Linked DNA regions of Mus musculus: regions 2 and 3 are each linked to region 1. The links are chromatin contacts, called in public ChIA-PET and HiChIP or PLAC-seq maps. All regions are on one chromosome and are shown on one strand. The core of a region is the stretch at or near the end of the contact, and the rest is flanking DNA. Distances in the headings are between cores, read along the strand shown. Region 1 holds the start of Kctd5 (potassium channel tetramerisation domain containing 5). Region 2 holds the start of Zfp598 (zinc finger protein 598). Region 3 holds the start of Tbl3 (transducin (beta)-like 3).

Region 1 (2,908 bases), core at 259-2,758:
GTAAACCTTCTTGTGCGCTGCAGTGCTGCACGGAACTGTAGTGCCCACCCAAATCAGATAGTAGCTTTATCTGTGTTGGGTGGGGCCTGCTGGTTCAATTTGGAAACATGCAGCAGAGATTTTCTGTGTTACTTGACTGTCAGAGCTTAGGGCTGGAGATGTGTAGAAATCAGTTTCCTGCCCTCCTCTGCCTCAAGGCTTCTCCCCATTGTTCTATAGACCTGGGGTGTTCATCTGAGACTTGGGAGGCCACAGCAACTCTGAATATGGTGAAGATACTCCTATACACGTTTCTATTTGTTTTAATGCAAAACCCAACATAAACTGGTGCTGATGCCAGTGGGTGTAGCACCTCGTGGGTAGAAGGTAAGACAAGGGCCCTGACATTGAACAGGGCTGGAACCACTCTCAGAACCTCTGAAGATACCTAGCTTCTGGCCTAACACTTCAGGGTTATAAGTCAGAATGTGGAAAAATGGCCTGCAATGTGAGGGAAGCTGTTTCTGTCAAAAGCACTTTTGCAGCAGTAAGCAAATGAATTAACCAATATGAATACCTGAAAATTCCCTGTAACTCATTTCTTCCATATGAAGAATCCAAACTGAACAAAAGTTTTTACAAATAGCAAAATTTTCCCTCCCCATGTAGTCCACCCTAGTTTAATCATCTGGGTTAATGACTACAAGTAGGTCATTGTGCAGGTTAAAGCCACGACCATAGTGTGATTGGACATGTGCAAATTAAAAACTGTTACAGTATTTAGAGCTGCTGCGGCTGGTCCATTAGCCACGTACAGTAGGATGAATTGCTGTCATTCAGGTTGGTGGCAGTCAGTTAGAACATGTGTAATATTCTCTACCTGTTCTGTAGCTGTAACTGTGATGTACAGGCAAAGGAAAAATTAAAAATACTTATGAAAACAGATAATGCAATGATACTGGGATATACACTTTTGTATTTTTATTCTTATATAAGGTTATTTGCTGGCTATTGTCGGCCTCTAGTTCAGTCTGTGTTATTTAAATTCTAATATATGAATTATTTGGATTGAATTCATGTTTGGGGCCACGTTGTTGTATGTATTGATGTACAGCCTTGAGTGTGAATAATTATTGTAAACTATATTTTACAACTTTTTTCCTGGCTTTATTATATAAATTTTCTATTTGGTCATGGTTTAATCATATAATTTAATGAAACAACTTTTCTTTTTTTTGTTTTTTTCAAATATCTGTGCTTTAGATGTAATTACCGGATGATGGATTTCCCTCGTATGCTCGGTAGTCTTGTAATAAAAGCATGTAGAGTGTACACTTTGTTTGCCATGGAGCCTCTTTGAGTAGGGGCGGAGCTTGAGCCGAGGATGCTCGTGAGAACCCGAGACTTGCTCCGGCCGGAAGTGGTAATCTCCGGCCTGCTTTTCGAGCCGGAACTTCCGCCTTGCACATGAGCCCTGGGCGGGCACTTTATTGGGGCGTACCTATGGGCGGGACAACTCAGGGGGGCTGTATTAAAGAACGGACGCTTCCGGCGAAGGGCCGCTGTGGCGGGGCTTGTTAGGATCATGGCGGAGAATCACTGCGAGCTGCTGCCGCCGGCTCCGAGCGGCCTCGGGGCGGGGCTGGGGGGCGGCCTGTGCCGCCGCTGCAGCGCTGGGATGGGCGCCCTGGCTCAGCGCCCCGGTGGCGTGTCCAAGTGGGTCCGGCTCAACGTCGGCGGCACCTACTTCCTCACCACCCGGCAGACGCTGTGCCGGGACCCGAAGTCTTTCCTGTACCGCTTGTGCCAGGCGGACCCCGACCTAGATTCGGACAAGGTGAGGGCCTCGCGGGTCAGCAGGGGTCTGGCCGCCCTAGTCGCCACTCGCGACACACACCTCTTCACAATGAGGGCGCCCGGCGGAGCGGGCCGGAGGGAGGATGGCACTCTGGTACCCACCTGCCTCGGCCCTTTGGTTTAACAGTGCCTCTTTCTTCTTTCATGCTCTTCGGTCGAGAAGGACCCAAGCTTTGCTGTGGCCCTACTTTCTTCTCCCCAGATTCTTTTGCCCAGGGTGTGTGACCACCACCGCCCAACTATTTGCTGGCTTTGGAACCTGAGAACCCTTTGCATTCATCTGGTCTTTTCACATTCCAGACGTCTAAATTAACGTAGGCCATGGGGGTTGACACAGTGACTACCCTTTTTCCAGTGATTTGCAGAGTTTGTGCTTTATCCTTCTCATTCATAAGGACAGGCACGGCATCTCTTAGAAGGTACCACCTGAGTAGAAATGTTCAAAGGTGTCAGTTTAATTCTAATAAATGAATTATTTGTATTGAATTCATGTTCGGGGCCAGGTGTCAAAAAATCTTAGGGTTGTGAAAGAGACCAGGTAGAGAATCTTTTTCCATCTCCTTTTCAGACTTCATTTCCCCACCGCCTTTGAAAAGGGTAGGGATTTCCAGCTTAGTTTGTGGTTTGTCTATCTTTAATTTAATTAAACGCTAATACTGTTAATACCTGTGGTAATAGAAAGTATTTCAATTATTATCATTACAAAAGTTGTGTGTCGTACTGCATACTGAAAAATTAGTATTGTGCAGGATTGAAACTTAGGAACAAATCGTTCACTCCCCTTTCCCCCTAGGCAGTTTATTAGCCTTGTACTAACTGAGTTTTCTGGTTCAGCCTACATGATGGTGCTTGATTTTGTGCCTTGCCAGCCTGAAAGTGACTACTCAGGAGGTTTTCCAGAAAGATCGAGCCCATTGCACTTTAAACGGCCTAACAGAGCACCTTCTCAGTGAGGGAGGCCTGGCATTATGACCAGGAAATGAACTCTTGAGTTACTGCAAAATAATCAAGAAGTTAGAGTTTGAGATACTACTATGGTAGTTCTTCATATCCTTCCTCCCAGCTGTTACCA
Region 2 (2,882 bases), core at 311-2,810, 600 kb before region 1:
AACCCCAGATCTCATCCAGTAGGGTAAGGCTCCTTCCACCACACTATGTCTGGGGTCTTCTAGTCCCTCTTCCCCAGTATGACATAGATGCTTAGGGAATGTTCCAGATTCCAGCTGAGTCTTTTGACATAAATATCAAGAAAGAAAAGCTGGGTGTGCTGGGTATGGTGGAGAATGACCTAGCCCTCAGGAGGTAGAGGCAGGTGGATCTGTGTGACTTCAAGGCCAGTCTGGTCTAGAGAATGAGTTCCAGGACTGCCAGAGCTACAGGCCCTGTCTCAAATACGGGATATGGTGGTGCACTGCCTTTAATCTCAGAAATCAGGAGGCAGATACTGGTTCTACATAACAAGTTCCAGGCCAGCCAGGACTACATAGTGAGACCCTATCTCAACGAGAAAGAAAAAGGTCAGAAAGAAAAGAAAAAAAAAAAAAAAAACTCAAAATTTTGGCATCATTTCTATCTCTGCATCACTTCTAAGAACAGGAAAGGGTGATTCCCTGGCAGAAGCCACTAGCCAAAACCTTCCACGAACCAACCAAGGTAATTTCACAATTCTGGAAGCAAACAGATCTCTACGGGCAGCAAACCAAGGGAGGTTCAGCTGGATACTCCCCATCAAAGGCTGGCATTGCTGGAGTCCTCTGACCCCCTTCGGGATTTCCAAGTCTAGACAGCCAGAAACATCCTCTTCCCACCACTCTGGAAGGAAGCCTCAAAGCTAGAACTAGTAACGAGGAGGAAAACTTCCTAAAATTGTGGACCACCAAGCACCTAGGAATCAGGTCCTGGTATCACCTCCACTCTACAAATGGAAACGCTGTCTCAGGAGCTAAGGATCACCGGTGGGGCCCAGAAGCCCAACTAGTCTGGAAATGTCCAGTTTAACCCTTTTTTTCCAGAGCAGTCAGCTTCCAGAATAGACAGTGTCTGGAGGTTCCCCCTGGCTGTCTGCTCCTCCTCAGTGACGATCCCGAAAAAATTAAGATTCACAGACAGGAGGGCTCTCGACCTGACCTTGCCCTTCCCGCAGCCAGGTCATAGGGAAAAGTCCCCAGGCTTAGAGTTCCCACAGACATCGCTCCTCCTTCCCCAGCCCGGCCGCCTCTGGCTTCTCCCAGCCCCAGGAGGCCCGGTGATCGCATGGCGCCCCGACCGACCACCCGGCCTCCGGAGGGAGCGGGTGAGGCCAGGCCGCGGCCGGACACCGAGCAGGCAAAGCCATCAGGAGTCCGCCCTCCCCGCGCCCCGTCGCGCGCCCCGCTGGCGCACCTGGCGCAGCTCCTCGCGGCACACGGCGCAGTAGCGCTGCTCGCACAGCACCCGCATCTTGGTAGAGCACCGGTAGCACACCGGGTGATCGCAGCGGCCCAGCGCCGTAGCCTCCAGGTCACCGCAGCACAGCACGCAGCTCCCGCCGCCCCGCTCCGGCGCTGCCACCGCCTCCAGAGCCGCGCGCCGCCCCTCGGCGCCCGCCGCCGCCGCCATGGCCGGGCTCCGGCCCCCTCCTGGCCGGCGCGGCACAGCGCGGCCTGGCTCCCGGCGGACCCGCCCCTTCCGTCGACGTCACTGCCCTCAGGCAACCGCCCGCCTGGCGGAAGTGCGCACTGCGACTTCCGCCCGGGCCTGGTGTTGTACAGAGCTGCCATTCGCTCATGACTGCTGCTCAAGCCTTTCCAGTCATTTAAATGCGGAGTCTCTCCGCCTTCGCCGACGCAAGCTCTGGAAACGCCGGAGGAGCTACAGGGTTTCCAGCATCATTTCCGATAAAACACGAACTGTGGTTTGTTTTTCGAGACAGGGTTTCTCTGTGTAGCCCTGGCTGTCCTGGAACTCACTCTGTACACCAGGCTGGCCTCGAACTCAGAAATTCGCCTGCCTCTGCCTCCCAAGTGCTGGGATTAAAGGCATGCGCCACTATGCCCGGCTCGATCAGTCTTAAGCTAAGTATCACACAAACATTACTTGGACGTAGTATGTAGTATGTTTGTATCTTAAATGCAAATTTCACTGGATGTCCTGGGAACATAGCTTAGTGGCAGAGACTTGCCTACCGTGCCTAGGTTCCATTCCCAGCACAAAATACATACATAAGTAATTCAGCTAGTAATGACTGAATCCGACAAATTTTTAGGAACCTTTCTATAGCCCTGCACCTCTCTTGTGTTTGGAACATAAGCCTCTGACATCAGGACATCCAGACATTCTCACCCAATCCCACTAGAGAAGGGACCTCGTGTTTTCTTGGTTGTAAGACAGACACATCCAGCCAGACATAGTATGTAGGAAAGGGAAGCACCCAGAGGTGCTTGAGTGGATAGTAGTGAACCGGAGGCTTCAAGTCTGCAGCTGTTGGGCGGTCTCCGGATTTCTGATGAAGCGAGATGGGTCCAAATCTGAACCCTTTCTAGAAAGAGTCAGTATATTGTGTGTGTGACCCCAGAGTGCCTATGGCTAGCTAGAATCAGAAATGACTTAAACCCCTAATCCTGGTACCTAGACTTACATGCTTCTGAACTAGGTTGCCCCACTGAAGCCTATAACCTCATTTGTAAAACTGGGGTCGCCATACCAACTATGTAAAGCAGACCGGGCTACATTTGCCATCTTCGGACAGATAGGGGGATTTACCTTTCTTAGGCAACTGGGCAGGGCTAAGTATTGTTAAAATGACAGGGTGTGGTCACATACCTTTCATCCTAGCACTCACAGGCATAGACTTTGTAAGTTTTGAAGTCAGCCTGGTCAACATAGTTTCAGGCCAGCCATGGCTACGTAGAAGTGAGACACTGTCTCAAAAAAAAAAAAATCTGTTAAAATGGAGGACTGGAGAGATGGCTCAACAATTAAGAGCACTAGCTTTTCTTGCAGAAGTCCTAGG
Region 3 (2,806 bases), core at 159-2,658, 630 kb before region 1:
ATCATTTTTTTTCCCGAAACAGGGTTTTTCTGTGTAGCCTTGGCTGTGCTGAAACTTATGCTATAGACAAGGCCGACCCTGAATTCAGAGATCCACCTACCTCAGCTTACTGAGTGTAAATTAATTTTCTTTTTAAGATTTATTTATGTAACCAGTGTTCTGCCTGCATGTACGACTGCAGGACAGAAGAGGGCACTAGATCTCATTATGTATGTTTGTGAGTTACCATGTGTTTCCTGGAAATTGAACTCAGGATCTCTGGAGAAGCAGTCAGCACTCTTCACCACTGAGCCCTCTCCAGCCTGCAAGTTAATTTTAAAATTTATTTATAAAGTGCTCTATCTACATATACATCTGCATGCCAGAAAGGGACATTAGATCACATTATAAACAGCTGTCAGTCACCATGTGGTTGCTGGGAATTGAACTCAGGACCTCGGGAAGAGCAGCCAATGCTCTTAACCACTGAGCTATCTCTCCAGCCCTGCAAATTATTATTATTTTTTATTTATTATTTATTATTTTTATTTTTTTGGTTTTTCGAGACAGGGTTTCTCTGTATAGCCCTGGCTGTCCTGGAACTCACTTTGTAGACCAGGCTGGCCTCGAATTCAGAAATCCGCCTCCCTCTGCCTCCCGAGTGCTGGGATTAAAGGCGTGTGCCACCACGCCCGGCTACAAATTAATTTTTAATGAAAAGAAAACAAGCCGGAAGGACACGCCTTTAAATCCAGCAGTCGCGAAGTAGAAGTAAGCAGATCTTCAATAGAACGAGTTCTAGGACAACCAGTGCTTCAGAGAATCTGTATCTCGAAAAACACAAAAGGGAGTGGGGGGAGAGGGAGGGAAGGAGGAAAGGAGAGCGAGACAGACAGACAGTTACACACACACAAACACACATCGGGTTGGGGGCGGGGCACAGAGGCGAAAGTCCTGGACAAGATCTACAGAAGCATGTGATAGGGGAAGCTTTTTTTGTTTTGTTTTGTTTTGTTTTGTTTTTGTTTTTCGAGACAGGGTTTCTCTGTATAGCCCTGGCTGTCCTGGAGCTCACTTTGTAGACCAGGCTGGCCTCGATCTCCCCAGTGCTGAGATTAAAGGCGTGCGCCACCACGCCCGGCGATAGGGGAAGCTTTAAGCACCGCCGAGACACCAATCCGTTGTTGTAAAAGACATCTTGTCTAACAAAACCAAAAGAAAAAAAAAAAAAGGACAGGACAGTTAAGGAAAGGAAAGGAAAAAGGAAAGGAAAGGAAAACAGACCCAAATGAAAACAGTAAATAAGACGTTCTACTGCCAGCTGCCAGCATCCACACTGGATATGCCTTCGGCTCCCACTCCCAGTGGCAGCAGCCGGTCTCCCGGCGCGCATGTTGATGGCGTCAAGGAGTTGCGGCTCCTGACGTCATCACCGCGTGCCTTGAAGTACAGAGTAGCACACTGGCCGGTTCACGCGGGGAGAAAGGCTGCTGAACTTGGAGGCGCTGCCCTGGGACATGGCCGAGACTGCGGCGGGATTGTGCCGCTTCAAAGCCAAGTAAGTCCTCGGAGGAGGCGCGGACCCGAAGGGAAATGGGGAGGAACCGGAAAAGGGAGCCAGGAGTTTAGGAGGGGTGTTCATTGTGATAGCGGGGGCTCTGAGTCCTGAGCTCAGTCAGTTCCCCTGTGAACAGCTGCTGTTTAGTGCTAAGATAGGAAGAGGCTCTGCCTTTATTCATAGTGTGCAGTTTTCAGATAACTAATTTCCATCTGTCACTGAGTGGAATGGATTATGGCAAGGGAGCTCTTGCAAAGAAAAGCCTCGGTGCTGACAGCATCTCTGTTGATGGGTTAACTGGTTGCAGAGTCTCCGACGCTGCTTTTATTTTGATGGGCAGACTTCCACGGACTGGACTTAGGAGGTTGGAGGGCAGAGCATTTGAATTTGGAAAGCCCAGCCCAGCCCAAATAGAGGGCAGAAGCAAATGACCTGTTATAGTGCCTGGGCCAGGAGCAGTGACGCTGTGGTGTTGACTATTAAGAAAGATAGGCAAAGCTGGGCATGGTGGCTCACGCCTTAAATCCCAGCACTCGGGAGGCAGAGGCAGGCGGATTTCTGAGTTCGAGGCCAGCATGGTCTACAAAGTGAGTTCCAGGACAGCCAGGGCTACACAGAGAAACCCTGTCTCAAAAAGCAAACAAACAAAAAAGAAAAGAAAAGAAAGAAAGGAAGGCAGGCAAAAGTCCTTCTGGGCCAGGCAGGGTAATGTCACAAAAGCATGTGAGGTGTGAAAGAAGGGGAAGTTTAGGCACTGCAGAGACACCCCTCAGTTGTTTTAGAAGTCATTAGACAACAGAGATGAAAGCGCTGGTAAGAAACTCACTGAGGAGACTGCAATGGCCACCGCCATTACCTCCCAGAAAATTTCATCGGCTTGGACCAAAGCAGTAGAGGGAGTGGAAAAGAGGGCAGCTTTAGTCAGATCCCAGAAGTCACTGTTAGTCGGGAGAAACCAAATGACACTGAGGCTGGAGGAGTGGGGTGGCATGCTGGGCCTACTGGTCAAGACTTTGAGAGTATGTTACTATTCCTGGCCTCCCACAACTAGTAGAGAGCCCCCAAAAGACCTCAGTGCTGAAGCCTGGGCTGTTGGGCTTCCTTCACCTTGAGTCAGGCCCATCTCTTCAACCTGTCTGATGACCCCATGAGAGCCACTGGGGCATGCATCTCAGCCTCTCCATAATGTGAAACATCCTCCCACGGAGATGCTTGGTTTTCACCCCCGGGTTCCTGCTGCTGCCTGGGCGCTCAGCAAGGGCAAGCATT

Evidence for each region. ChIA-PET counts read pairs in DNA pulled down with a chosen protein or histone mark. HiChIP or PLAC-seq counts read pairs in DNA pulled down with a chosen protein or histone mark.
Region 2: an HNF4G HiChIP or PLAC-seq map of pancreatic cancer cells shows a contact between it and region 1. The contact joins the promoter of Zfp598 here to the promoter of Kctd5 in region 1. A contact is called at or near these places in 1 of 39 promoter capture datasets (pre-B cells) and 1 of 115 datasets of contacts at active chromatin or transcription factors (pancreatic cancer cells).
Region 3: a contact with region 1 is called in an RNA polymerase II ChIA-PET map of memory CD8 T cells, with 12 read pairs. The contact joins the promoter of Tbl3 here to the promoter of Kctd5 in region 1. A contact is called at or near these places in 1 of 39 promoter capture datasets (pre-B cells) and 1 of 115 datasets of contacts at active chromatin or transcription factors (memory CD8 T cells).

Annotation. Positions count from the first base shown.
Region 1 is chr17:24,072,085-24,074,992 of GRCm38.p6, reverse strand. It overlaps Kctd5 (potassium channel tetramerisation domain containing 5), which reads left to right and starts at 1,508. Exons shown (of 6, transcript NM_027008.2): 1 at 1,508-1,816. The coding sequence starts at 1,565. Pdpk1 (3-phosphoinositide dependent protein kinase 1) reads left to right here. Exons shown (of 14, transcript NM_011062.4): 14 at 1-1,313.
Region 2 is chr17:24,668,365-24,671,246 of GRCm38.p6, reverse strand. Zfp598 (zinc finger protein 598) reads right to left here and starts at 1,560. Exons shown (of 12, transcript NM_183149.2): 1 at 1,274-1,560. The coding sequence starts at 1,489.
Region 3 is chr17:24,706,255-24,709,060 of GRCm38.p6, reverse strand. Tbl3 (transducin (beta)-like 3) reads left to right here and starts at 1,408. Exons shown (of 22, transcript NM_145396.4): 1 at 1,408-1,537. The coding sequence starts at 1,497.